Linked DNA regions of Mus musculus: all the other regions are linked to region 2. The links are chromatin contacts, called in public Hi-C and HiChIP or PLAC-seq maps. All regions are on one chromosome and are shown on one strand. The core of a region is the stretch at or near the end of the contact, and the rest is flanking DNA. Distances in the headings are between cores, read along the strand shown. Region 1 overlaps Mrps27 (mitochondrial ribosomal protein S27). Region 2 has its middle 71 kb from the start of Cartpt. Region 3 overlaps Map1b (microtubule-associated protein 1B).

Region 1 (4,587 bases), core at 217-2,716, 430 kb before region 2:
TGTGTCTGTTGTTATGTCCCCTTTTCATTTCTTTTTTTTTTTTAATTTGGATATTCTCTCTCTTATTAGTTAATTTGAATAAGAGTTGTTAATTTTATTGATTTTTTTTTTTCAAAAAAATCCCAACTCTTTATTTCATCGATTCTTTGGGTTTTTTGTTTTGTTTGTTTCTACTTTATTGATTTCAGCTCTGAGTTTGATTATTTCTCTCCATCTACTTCTTTTGGGTGTGATTTCTTCTTTTTGTTCCAGGGAAAGCCCTTTTAAAGCATTGTTCAGTGTCAAAGAGCCTGAGTGGTTTTGATTAAAAGTTTAAGAGGGTTCTTTGAACCCTTGAACCCTGTCTTCTGCCAGCATTCCTTTTGGTTCATCCCTGCCAGCACCTCTGTTCCCTAAGGCAGAATCCTGTCACCCTTCTTCTGTGGATTGTGCAAAGGAAGCAGTAGGGGAGGAAGGAGGAAGGAAGAAGGAAGGGTGGTTTTCCTGTTACTGTGCTTCCTCTGCCACGAGGGGGATCTCCTCCTGCTTTGTAGGAAAAAGGCAGTGTTTCCTCCTGGCTTCAGCTGACTATAGGCAGGATGGTACTCAAAACTGTCCGAGGAGGCTGTTTCCATATGCACAATGTTCACAAATGGCAGTGGAGGCTGTTTCCATACGCACAATGTTCACAAATGGCAGTGGAGGCTGTTTCCATACGCACAATGTTCACAGGTGTCAGCATATATATTTGCATTGGTAAACCCTAGTGTGCCTAGCCACTGTCGCCACATCCTTAAGTACCTAAGACTTTGCAGTAAGAGATGACATGTCTCCTGCCTGTGAAAGAGCCTTAGAGTTTAGTGTGTGTGTGTGTGTGTGAGAGAGAGAGAGAGAGAGAGAGAGAGAGAGAGAGAGAAAGAGAGAGAGAAAGAGAGAGAGGTGCCTAAGAGCTTTGTGTGTGTTGAGGGGGAGCCTAAGAGCTTAGTGGGGGGGGGGGCTAAAAGTTTATTGGGGGAAATAGGAGAGGTTGGTAGTTACAAAAATAGTGTGACTCTGACTGGATAGTGAGGCTGAAAACGAGTCCAGTCTTCCTTTCATGCTAGAGGAAAATAAATCCTCAGGGATTTGGCTCTGCTACACCCTGGGAGAATCAGTATGCTGCGAGCTCTGAGAGATGCTTTTCTTCTGTATCTGAGAGAAAAAAGTCAGGTTCTTAAGAAACCCAGATTAGTGCTGAACCTTCTCCCCCTCAGAAATGGCCGAAGACATCTGTAATCCCCCGCAGCCACGTCAGGTCTGCCCGCCCGCGCCGGCTTCTGTGCCATTGCAACCGTGTGCCTCATCTCCTCCTCCGCTGCGGCACACAGACCCTGCCTGCTTGAGAGTCTCTGGAAACACTGACCTCTCTCCAGTCAGTCAGACCGCTAATCCTGCTGACTTTCTTTGCCTTCTGTCTCCCTTCCCCTTCCTCAGAGTTATTCCTGTGTAGCCATGACTAATCAGTGTGTGGGTTTCCTGCCTTAGTTCCACCTTTCTTGACTTTGTAGTGTTTGTCTAGAGCCCTTTGCTTTTATAAAGATTAGTTCCAGGATCCAGTTTTCCTTAGCTTGCTGCCTCACCTACCCAGAAACCCTCTCCTTTTAGCTTCCCCCTCAGGCTTCCAGGGTACTTAAAGCTAACCTGTGAGCAGGCCTGTGTAACAGTCTCCAGAGTGGTTCCTGGTGCAATTCCAATTGATGGCCAAAGAGACAGAAGTGTTTCTTCTTTGGGGACACCATCAAGAGCATCAGTAATCACAGCATAAATATTTTTTTTTCTCTCCCCATAATTCCCTGGTCTGGTCAATCACACTGACTTTTGGAAGCAGATAAACTCAGTATCAAAGAACAACAGACTTTGTTCTGAATGGCTCCCTTAGGTCTCATGAAAGAAGGAGCCGAAGTAGCACACAGTCTGACTACAGTTAATATTTTTCTGTATTGGGCGGGGGGTGGGGGAGGCGAGGGGAGGTTTTATGTCCAGACTAGAGTTAGAGGTATTGTTAGACCAGCAGGGGTGGAATTTGGGTCATTGTACCTCACACAGGGCCACTACTGATGGATAGTCTTTTCATGGGTGTGTTATCTGTCTCCTGGATTTAGAAATGTAGATCTGCAACCTACACTATAGTGACCCAGGTCCCATTTGCCATCAGAGCCTTCCTCTCACGGTGTTTTATACTGCAAAGGGGACTTTTTTCTCTTATATACTGCAAAGGTGACTTCTCAGATAATGGAAGTCACTTGTGTCTTCATTGTGGTGTCATCTGTCAGGTTACAGTGGTAATGAAAGATTGGAACTTCAGGCTTCGAGCATCACAGCTCTGTAAACCCAACTCAGAAACCCACCTAGATATCTAATCACTTACATTTATTTCATCTACTAGGGGTAGCTAGTAAATTGTAGGTGTTCACGTCCAGGCTTTGTATTAGCCTTTGGTAATGGGATAGGGAGACATCTTTTAAAACATAGTACATTCATTTAATAGAGCTTCACCATATGTTTATTGAAAGTTAAATTAACTGAAACTTCCATAAGCATAAAATGTGGGATCTCAAGCAACAAAGGAATTTTAATCTGTAGTAGTGATATTTCCATTTTGTATTTGTGATAACTGAAAGAATCATCGAAGATTGTGAATTCTGAAATTAACAATTCTGAAAGCAGAATTTCCTGCAGGATAGAAAAGAAAGTAATTATCTTTCTAATTGCCTTTTTAGGATAAGAAAGAGGGCAGTGACAACTGAATCAGTGGGTCAGTCACACACTAGCTTTTAGTGGAAGTGCTTGATCCTTTTGATAACTGCAAGCTTGGCATTATGAATTGATTCACACTCCACACCACAGTCCATGGAACTGGCCGAATCTTCTCCTTGGCAGCCTTCTCTACTGCCCCTCCTCCACGTCTGCCTCACTTAGAGGCCGAGAGTCCCATCTGGAATGCCTGTTGCCACAGAATACAGAACCTACTGGGAACTGGCAAGTGTGTGTATGCCTAGGCTTGGCTGGTGGCTCATAGAATCAGGGAAACCATGTGGAAAGCCTGCTCATCCGTGTGCAGAGCCTGTGCTGTAGCTAAGTGTTAGCTGCTGCAGGGCTGTGGGCCCCGGCACCGTGCTTTAGGCCTGCAGCATTTGTAGTTGATCCTAAAGACTGGTGAGGGTGGCCGCTTTGCCATTGTAAGATAATGAGTCATTTGATGCCTGTGGAAGGACAGCCAGAGCCCACTGTTTTGTTGTTTTTGATTAAATGATTCAGTTGGTCATAAATAACTATAAAGTCGCACTCTGGTCTTTTTCTTTTTCCTTTTCCTCCTCCTCCTCCTCCTCCTCCTCCTTCTCCTTTTCCTTTTCCTTTCCCTTTTGATGATCTCTTCTAAGTGACTTCCCTTACCTTCTAAGAAATCAAAGGTGACCTAGGCTTTTGGACCCCTGTCTGACTGACAAGCCGTGATTCTGCTCTCTGCCTCTTGGTGCTGTAGCCTTGGGTGAGCAGTAAACCAGGTGACTGAGCAGTTCCATACTGCTGGGCAGTTCCATACTGCTGGGCAGTTCCATACTGCTGGGCAGTTCCATACTGCTGGGCAGTTCCATACTGCTGGGCAGTTCCATACTGCTGGGCAGTTCCATACTGCTGAGCAGTTCCATACTGCTGGGCAGTTCCATACTGCTTAGACCTGCTGGGCCGAGAGGACGAGTCTCAGCTCCTGCTGTTGGCTTACCCGTGGTTGGGCTTCTAGAAAGCTCTGACAGCCCCAGTTAGCACTGGGGACAGCGATCTCTTCTGCGTGGGTGCTAACCATAGAGTCAGAGTGAGAGCTGGACTGCGCATGCTCCTTCCATCCCCTCCTGTGTTCCTCCTTCCTCCAAGAAGTGCACAGCCACAGAGGCTGAGCTGCAGGCTGCCTTCCACTGCCCTGCGCACAGCAGGGCCAGGGTTATTTGAGCGGCGTTGTCCATCTTTTCTATATTTGCGCAGTTTGCCGGTCCTGGCAGCCCGCTGCTTCAGTGGTAGTGACATCTGTTGAGATGTGGCCTCAGCTGTGGCACCAGGTGCAGGGGGACATCGTGTAGTGGCTGGCTATAACCTGCCAGTTTGCTGGGTGGAGCAGAGAACAAAAGTCAGTGTGTTTGCAGGCAGGTTGGAAGTCAGTGTGTTGGTTTGTGTTCTCTCTTTGCCTTTCCTGACTGCCGTGCTGGCCAGAAGCCAACCTGCTCCTTCCTTACTGGAGTTCTAGAGGAGCCACACCAAAGTGCTTGTGAAATTGCTTGAGGAATTTCTCTCATACCATTCAAACTTGGTTCCTTTGTCAGCATATTGTGTTGATACCTTCATGTTCCAGAAGTTAGGTACTAATTCTCTCTTCTTTCTTTCTCCTTAGTTTTAACACTGGTAGGATCTAGAAAGGGGTTCACTAACTGCCTATATGCCAAAGACTGGAATTCTACTTTCAGCAGCATATATTATAATATATGAAGAGAAAAGATGCTTGCTTGGCTGTGGTTGTGAGTTGTAGCCACAGAGTGCATCAAAGTCTGTCAGCAACAGCCAAGAAGCTGCCATCCAAGA
Region 2 (3,931 bases), core at 964-3,463:
CAACCTAGCCTCACTCCCACACTCCAGCTCCACACATCCAACTACCTACTCAACATCTACATTCAAGGTCTTGATCTCAACACGCCCACCACTGAGCCACTGATATCTCCCTCCGTAATGCTGTCATACCCATCACTATTGATGGTAACGTCTTTCTCCCTGTTGCTCTATCTAGAAGACTTGGTTCATCTTTTTTCTCTCCTTTTTATAGCCTACATGTCTGCCAGTGATCCTGCCAGCTCTGACCAAGATATTCCAAGATGACAATACCTCTCTTACTTTCTGTCTCCACTACTTCCAACCTGACCCAAGTGTCAGAAACCGCCATCCTCTCTCACTTGGCTTACTGTGTGAGCCTCCTCTTTGGTCTCACTACTTTTCCCCTTCCCCTCAACAATCTAATCCTTGTAGATGCTAGAATAAGATTTTTTAAATGTAAAGCTAGGTTCTCTTGTATCACTGCTGGAAACCCTCCAGCAGGAGACCCTTGTTTTCTGCATGTTCTTGTAGTCATTGCTTCTCTGACCTCATCATTGTGTGCTGTCTCCCTGGCTCACTTGATCCTTGGAAGAGTTTCCTCACCCCAGAGCTGGTGTGCTGGTCCGACTCTGTCTAACATCCTACCCGACTGTATCTAAAGCCTCTCTCTATGCCATCTTTCTAAAGAGATCTACCCTAACCACCCTTTCCAGTTAGACCTCAGCCCCTTCCATATTACCTCGGCTCTCTTTTCTCTTTATTTTGTGCCATTTTTCCCCCACAGGCCTTATGTTCTCCCATATTAGTTGTCTGCTTCACACAATCATTATATTACCATATCACCACCTCCCTTGCTGCTAAAACTTGAGCATCTGAAGGGCAGCTGATTATCCACCTTGTTCTTGTTGAATCTCAACTGCCTTACCCATATCTGATGCACAATAAGCACTTAAACTGGATTCCTGGTATAATGAAGGAATTTATTTATAAAGTTCTTTTCAAATAATTAACATGTATTATTTCAACAGTTAAGAACTTTTTTTTTTCAAGTGATTTGGCATTTTTCTCTTTAATCAACTCTCTTCAGAGCCTGGTTAATCTGACACAAATACTTTCCTCGAACTTGAGTAGGATTAAACCCCTGTAACTCCTAACTTGGCATTCATGCTCAAAGTTGACCTGCAACCCTATATGCCCACCAGCTCTCCAGACACTGAAATCTCATTAGCTGATTTTCTTTCAGCCACTGATTGTTTATTTTCAGTATACAGTCTCTTTTGGCTACTTAAACTGTTAGTCACAAAGAAGAATAGTTTTAATTGGCCTTTCTAATATTCCTAAGCAAGGAACTCTTGTGTCCTCTGAGTTCAATATAGGTTTTACTCTATAGGCCATATAGGTCTCTACTGCAGGCTCCCTTGCAACTAGATTCCACTTTTCCAATAGACCTGGTCTGTTCTGTTGTTCGAACACAAGGCACCAGAGCATAGGCATTTAGCTCTTCTTCCTGCCTTTATCAGCAGTAACTCCAGCAGATTCTCAGTGCCTTGGCAGATTTGCTTAGCGTCATTCTGTCTCCAGCTACACAGGAAACTCTGCAGTAATTACTGGAAACTAAAACCTTTATACAAGCATCTTAGTTATAGTTCCTATTGCTATGATAAAATACCAAAACAAAGTCAGCCTAAGGAGGAAAACGTTTGTTTCAGCTTATTCCTTATAATCCAACATCTAAGGAAGTCAGGGTAGGAACACAAAGAAGGAACCTGGATGCATAAACTCATGCACAGGTCATGGAGGAGTGTTGTTTACAAGCTGGCTCATTTGGGGTTGCTCAGATTGCTTTTTTATAGAAATAGAACCACAAGCCTGTGGCACTGCCCACAGAGAGTTGGGCCCTCTCACATCAATCAGCAACCAAGAAAATGTACCATATGCTTGCCCATAAGCCAATCTGGTGGAGGTATTTTCTCAGTTGAGGTTCCCTCTTCCAAAATGATTCTAGTTTGTGTCAAACTGACATTTAAAAAAAAAATGAGCCAGCACAAGTAACTGTACCGCCCACATCTGTACTAGTTTCTCCAGAGAGGCCCAAAATATAAGTCACAGACAGTATGCTCACAGCTGAGAGGTAGAGACGTCCAGTAGTCAAGCACACAGATTATGAGTCAGACTATGCTTGCTCCAACTCTATTTCTTCATGGCCTGAACAAAGTTAGAGTGTCTCAGCTGACACTCAGATCAGTGAAGTCTACAGAATCACTAACAACTACAGGGTTTTTCTGGGGAACAAATGACTCATGCTTAGTACAAAATAAATCTCTAAGAAGTTTTTTTACGCAAGCTCGGCTGCAGAGTAAGCCCTTTAGTCACTCCCTGTTTGAACAAGATTGGCAGCCCAATGCCCTTCTACCCAGAAAGTGGAAGAGATCCTGATTATACCTGATCTGTAGAACACTCCCTGGTTTTCCATGTTCATCAGTTCACCAACTCTAAACACAATAGTAGCTGTTCACTTTGCATTGTAAGAGTTACTTCCCGGGGCTGGTGAGATGGCTCAGCGGTTAAGAGCACCGACTGCTCTTCCAAAGGTCCTGAGTTCAAATCCCCCGACTGCTCTTCCAAAGGTCCTGAGTTCAAATCCCAGCAACCACATGGTGGCTCACAACCATCCGTAACAAAAATCTGATGCCCTCTTCTAGAGTATCTGAAGACAGCTACAGTGTACACACATATAATAAATAAATAAATCTTTTAAAAAAAGTACTAAAAAAAAGAGTTACTTCCCAGAATTCCAGCAAAGAAACAAACAAGTGGGGACCCATGCCATGCTGCTCTGAAGGGAGCCTGTTTTCTAGCACTTGCGGAGGGAAAACCAGGTAATTTTTGACTCAGTCCAATTAGAAATTGGGCATTTTCAAGTCTAAACATCCGTGATCATTTCCATTCCACACTTCTGCACTCCAAACGTGACTCACCACTGTGATTTGATAAAACTCCACCAAAGTGTACAGATGTGACTAAGACTTGGAACATCTCCCATTTTCATGTGACTTAAAGGTACCAGTGCCAAGCAACTTCTTGAAGAAGAAGAAGAAAAATCAATTTCTAGAACTGCATGACCAAAATTTAGACCATGTGTTTCAAACTGATGGAAACCTCAGGAAATCCTAACTCCACAAAATCTAATCAGGTTTCCAACACTTAACCCAAGTGGTCTCATTTGGATAGGGAGAAAATTCCAGTTCTTGAAGAACTAAATTATGTTCCACATGGATTCATCTGTACCATGAAGAGTCTTTCTTGCCCCATGAGAATTTGTGTTGGGAAGAGAAAGTAGATTCCGAGTCTAAAGTTGGGATTGCTTTGGGAGGAGACCCGAAGGCACAATGAAGCAATTCTACTTAGAAATACCACACTTCAGCTTGCCAATTAAAAAGCACTTCTTTAGACAGTCAATCTTGGAAGAGAGTATATTACAAGAAAATGTATATCTTCTGAATAGATTCCCTCCATCAACTTAAGCTAGGGGATTGAGGCATCCCTCTTGATGACACTGATAAGATGCTTCACCCAGTAAAAGAGCTTACTGCAGAAGTGTGATGACCTCTGCAGAAGTCGGATGCAGAGTCTAATCCTCAGTTCCCATAGAGGATGGACTGACACCAAAAAGTCGTCCTCTGACCTCCACATGCACTGTGGTACCATGTATAACTCATACAGAATAATAATAGTAATAGTCATAATAGCAACAATAACTTAATATTTTTAAGTACTGGGGCTCACTGGAGGAATGAAGAATGTCAATCTAAAACCTAGATTATTGCCCAAATTATTTTATAAAATTCTGTTCGCTATAGCTCTGTACATCTTCTGAATAATGAGGGATTTGAACCAGGGCATCTCCAGGTCAAGATGTCAGATCCAGAAAATAGAAGCTAGCCTCTCACAA
Region 3 (4,366 bases), core at 1,250-3,749, 390 kb before region 2:
CTTTGCATTTTATAGATAACTAAGAAGAAAACAGAAGATACTCTAGGCTATGGGTGGGAATGATGCTATAGGTGAACTCAGGGTTAAAGTCCCTTCTTGAAGATATAATGCAACAGAAAGAAAAGCCTTTTCCATGGAAAGGTTGGAAAACGGTCTCAGAAATGTTTGCTTTTCTAATGTTATGTTTTGTTTCAAGGGTTGGACAAAGGGAACAAGACTGAACAGCAAATGACCTCAAATGAGTCATTCTGCAAACCTTCCGGGTAACCACAGCTCCAAACCTGAGTATCCATCGGTCTACTCTACTGATTTTTAAACATTTTTATTAACTGTGCCCGCGTGTATGTCTGTATAGTACATGGATCCAGTGCCCTTGGAGGCAAGAAGAAGTTGTGGGGTCCCCTGACACTGGAGTCACAGAAAGTTGTGAACTGCCATGGTGGTGCTGGGAATCAAACCCGGGTCTCTGGACGAGTAGCTGGTTCTCTTAACCACTGCACCACCTCTCCAGCCCCTAGTCTAGTAATTTTCAATCTACTTTAGCTGTAGCAACCTTTCTTCAATATTTAGGTAAAAGAAATATAGGCTGAGTTCCTCGGTTTGGCAGGGGGTAGCCACGAATTCTACCTTCCCCACTTCCTGCCACCCCACCACCCCACCACCCTGATCTAGTCTATTAAAACTGTGGCGAGCCTTTCACGTGCACTGAGCATGGCTTCCTCTGGAGAAGGTGGGGTAGGAGAGGAGAATATGACTGTCCATGGCATCGGTGGTGGCTGCTGGATGTAATAATGTGTAAGCCACTCAGAACCCACATTTATGATTACAAACCTGGAGACGCTGTCCCTTCTACAGAACTTGAAGTCTTTAGATAAGGCTTTCTTTTTCTTCGTAATTAATGGTAAAGTTGGGCACACGCACAGCCCACTGTACAAAAATTCCATTGCTAGGTCTTTAAAAAGTGATTTAAGTGGCAACTTCATAAAACCATTCTTCATTCTCAGAGAGGGGATTACTTAGGGCCCAGATGAATGGCATATGGATACCTCCTTGTGTAAAGTCTTGGCAATGAGAAAATGCTTTTTCTTACACATTTCCTTTATTTGGCAAAGGAGCTACAGAACTGTACAGGAGTTCGGGAAAGCACCCACGTGCATGCAAATGAACCAAAGGCTGAGGGCTGAGCTGATCTTACCAGCTGTATCACTTAACCACCCTACATGAGATTGGCCACTACAACTCAATCCCATCCCTTGGACAAGATGCTGACATCTGGAATGCCAGACAAAAGCCCAAGTACCTGTTATAGCACATGATCTAAGAACAGATTTTGAAAAATAACTGGTATTTGATTGACTATTCAACAGTTTCCCAGCAGTCCCACCAGGGTAAATCATAGCTCTTTCCCTGGCATTTCAGGGCAATTGAGCAATGTGGCTGTGATACAGCAGGGCATTTGGCTTAGCCCTGGGGGTGGAGGAAGCCCAGCTCTAGAGAAAGACACAGGCAAAGCTTCCACCTTAAAGTGGGAAGACAGGCTAGCTGTGAGTGTGCACAGAGGCCTCCGAGCAAGGAGCCACTTGCCAGCCAGGGATCTTTCTCACTCTGGTGAGCTGGTGCTATGTGCCTCCAGATATAGATGACCTCACACCCTCTGAACAAACTGGGGCTCCACACACTGAATAGAAATGTCCCTTTTCACACTTCCATGCTGTCTCCCTGACCTATGTCTCCGTGCGGAGAGGGAAAACTGGTGTGTCATCTCTCCAGGGTTTTCCTAAGGCCTCTAGGTGAAACCGAATGAAGCCGGACAGTTTGTGAGAGGCCAAGCCATGAGACCTCTCTGTGAAGCGTGGGGCTGAGGACGACTGAAGGCTGGGAGACACATGGTCCTTCCCAGTACACGACACACCAAGCCTGCCATCTCAGGGAGACAGCTCTGACTGCAGTAGCTCCCGGAAGTGCATCTCTCAGTCCACTCCGGCCGGACCCCACCCCAGCTTCTCATCCTGCTGAAGTCCAAGAGATCTGTGGAAAAATCTCTGAGAAAGCAGGAAAGCTGTGTTTCTCCTGGAGTTCGGTCGGTTCTAGTGTCGCTAGCACTTCTGCCATCCGTTAATGACGACCATTCCAAATGCACTCACAGTGCCCACCGACGTCTCCTCCAGCACAATGGCCGAGGTTGCACTCATCCATCGATCGTAATAGTGATCAATCCCAGGCCTAAGCAATTTTGGGCCATAGTTTTGCTTATTTCAAAGAGGCCCCTCCTACTACCTTCCCCCACACATCCAAGCAATAGCCCAGACACGATGCCCGGAACCCACCTCTTGATCTGTGAAAATCTCTATGAAGTTCTGGAAGGAGAAAGAGCCAGACTGCAGGATGAGCTCGCCAGTGTTCTCAAAGCACTGTCCGGTGAGCACCAGCAGTTTATGGCGGGCAGCGTCAGTGATCATCAAACGCACCTGAAACACAGCGAAGGCACAGAGTAAGGGAGGGTGCGGAGTAAGAGCGAGCTGTCCCCTTCCCCGCCCCCAAGTCCCAGGCACTATGACTGTGCCTGAAGCTTACTGCCAACCAAACGCGTTCATTCCGAGTGTCTAATTACTTCAGCTGAGAGTGGGGGCAGGGAGTGCTGGACAGAGCCCTGCCTGTAAGTTATTCCTAAAATTAATCATCGTGGTTATTAGTGTGCCAGTGAATCCCGTGTTGAGAGTTTTACTTCAACCCAAAACAGCAGGGTATTATTGACTTTCTCCCTGAGTCTCCTCCTCTTTTCAAAGTGGTCTTCACAGCTGGCAAGCATTTGTTCCACAGCTGTTATAAAGAATCTACTAGCAGCCTGCAGCCTGCAGCCTATGAGGCCAGGTGAGACTTGTGGCTATGCCAATCCAGGTCACCCAGCTAGCTTCAGAAAAGACATGTTTCCAAGCAGGCCTCAAGTTCCTACCCAGGATTCCTTTCTTGCAGTCCTTCCAGAGCAAGCACACCATGACAAATGCAGACTGCAGCGTTTGCATCAAGAAGCTTGACGGGACAGGGGACAGAAGAAAAGGCGACCCTTGAGTGGCGATCTGAGAAACTGAATTGAAAATAACTTACGCAAAAGAACCTTTGCTGGCAGGGAGGTGGGGGAGGGGGGCCAGTTGTCCTCTGCGGGAGCACTACCCTCTGAACCAAGGTTCTGAATTCAGTTCATGAATGTTTAGCACACACTACGTGCCCTGCATCATGTTCTGCACCAGGGAAAATTCAAAACTAAACAGGCCATGACCCCTGCCCATGAACCCCACAGGCCACACTCATAGAAAAGCATGCATACCTAAGCAGTTGTCTCAGGCTCATGTGGCCCACAAAGTAGCTTGATACTTCCAACAAAAGCTTTTAAACAAACAAAAAACAACCAAAAAACAAAAAACAAAACAAAACTCCTGTTTCACAGCTAGGCAGTCTACCTGGGTACATACTAGCCCTCCGGCTTCTGGGTGACAGAAAGTGCCCCTGGGTTTTCTGTGACTTCATGCCTAATTGGATTGTCAGAGCTTTTGCACGCAGAAGTAGGTCAAAACAGGCCCGATTACGATAGCCCCAAACCGAAAGCAACGAAAGTGGCAGAAACTAAGAAATGAGTTATCAGATGTCTACAAAAGGATGCCACACAATGGTCGAAAGGAGTGCGGGACCAACGTGCTACACTTGGACTAGATCATGACGCCACTAAGCTAAGTTAAGCTCCACAAAAGAGGCCACATGTTGTATGATGCCATTTGTATGAAATGTCTAAGACAGGAAAAAATCTGGAGAGAGAAAATAGGGATTGTCAGAAGCTAAGGGGCAGTGGGATAACTGCTAATGGGTTTAGGAAATTTTGGGGAGTGACAGGCATGTTTTGGAGTTAAACTGCTCATTTTTATAATAATTCTTAAAAAAAAAACACCCACAAAACTACACACTTTCAGTGAATGAGTCTATGGTTCATGAATTACATCCCAATTTGAAAACCTGAATAGTCAGAGTTGCTAAGACACCGGCAGAAGACACACACAGCCTAGGCTAGGATGTTGCCAGGGCCTTTGGTCCTTAATGCTCAGGAAGCAACTCTATCTCAGAGGAGGTGGAAGAGGAGCTCTATCAACGCTTGGCCTGAGGGGACCAGAGATTCTCTTGGCTTCCTCCAAATTCTTATGTCAGGGTGGGTCCTGAAATTGCCAATTACTCTCTCTAGTAGTAAGTATTCTCATGTGATGCTAATGATACAGCAGCAGGAGCCAGCATGTACATCTTAGTCACTATGTGCCACACTTCTTCTAAGCCCTGAGCACTTCAGAGAGCATTACATAGGAGCATTAAATTCAGGGGCTAT

The links. A called contact is a pair of places that touch in the nucleus more often than the background predicts. HiChIP or PLAC-seq counts read pairs in DNA pulled down with a chosen protein or histone mark.
Region 1: a contact with region 2 is called in a FOXA1 HiChIP or PLAC-seq map of pancreatic cancer cells. The contact joins two enhancer-like sites. A contact is called at or near these places in 5 of 484 Hi-C or Micro-C datasets (differentiating embryonic stem cells, embryonic stem cells, lateral ganglionic eminence and 2 more) and 7 of 115 datasets of contacts at active chromatin or transcription factors (the NIH/3T3 cell line, T-cell acute lymphoblastic leukemia, cardiomyocytes and 4 more).
Region 3: a Hi-C map of muscle stem cells shows a contact between it and region 2, with 2.9 times the contacts expected there. The contact joins two enhancer-like sites. A contact is called at or near these places in 1 of 39 promoter capture datasets (hippocampal neurons), 1 of 15 datasets of contacts at CTCF or cohesin (embryonic stem cells), 16 of 484 Hi-C or Micro-C datasets (the C2C12 cell line, the N1E-115 cell line, cerebellar granule neurons and 10 more), 24 of 115 datasets of contacts at active chromatin or transcription factors (SST interneurons, VIP interneurons, astrocytes and 14 more) and 3 of 9 other capture datasets (adipose tissue, embryonic stem cells and pancreatic islet).

Annotation. Positions count from the first base shown.
Region 1 is chr13:99,394,420-99,399,006 of GRCm38.p6, forward strand. The region is part of intron 4 of Mrps27 (mitochondrial ribosomal protein S27); the gene reads left to right. Among named protein-coding and RNA genes, the nearest start is that of 6430562O15Rik, 16 kb to the right of the region's middle. Within about 2 kb of position 1,467, at least 21 of the 459 cell types and tissues checked have an H3K27ac peak or open chromatin away from gene starts, as enhancers often do. A contact at or near this core is called in pancreatic cancer cells, where this site is marked.
Region 2 is chr13:99,828,153-99,832,083 of GRCm38.p6, forward strand. No RefSeq gene overlaps it. Among named protein-coding and RNA genes, the nearest start is that of Cartpt, 71 kb to the right of the region's middle. Within about 2 kb of position 2,214, at least 40 of the 459 cell types and tissues checked have an H3K27ac peak or open chromatin away from gene starts, as enhancers often do. A contact at or near this core is called in muscle stem cells and pancreatic cancer cells, where this site is marked.
Region 3 is chr13:99,439,307-99,443,672 of GRCm38.p6, forward strand. Map1b (microtubule-associated protein 1B) reads right to left here. Exons shown (of 7, transcript NM_008634.2): 4 at 2,328-2,468. Among named protein-coding and RNA genes, the nearest start is that of 6430562O15Rik, 29 kb to the left of the region's middle. Within about 2 kb of position 2,500, at least 35 of the 459 cell types and tissues checked have an H3K27ac peak or open chromatin away from gene starts, as enhancers often do. A contact at or near this core is called in muscle stem cells, where this site is marked.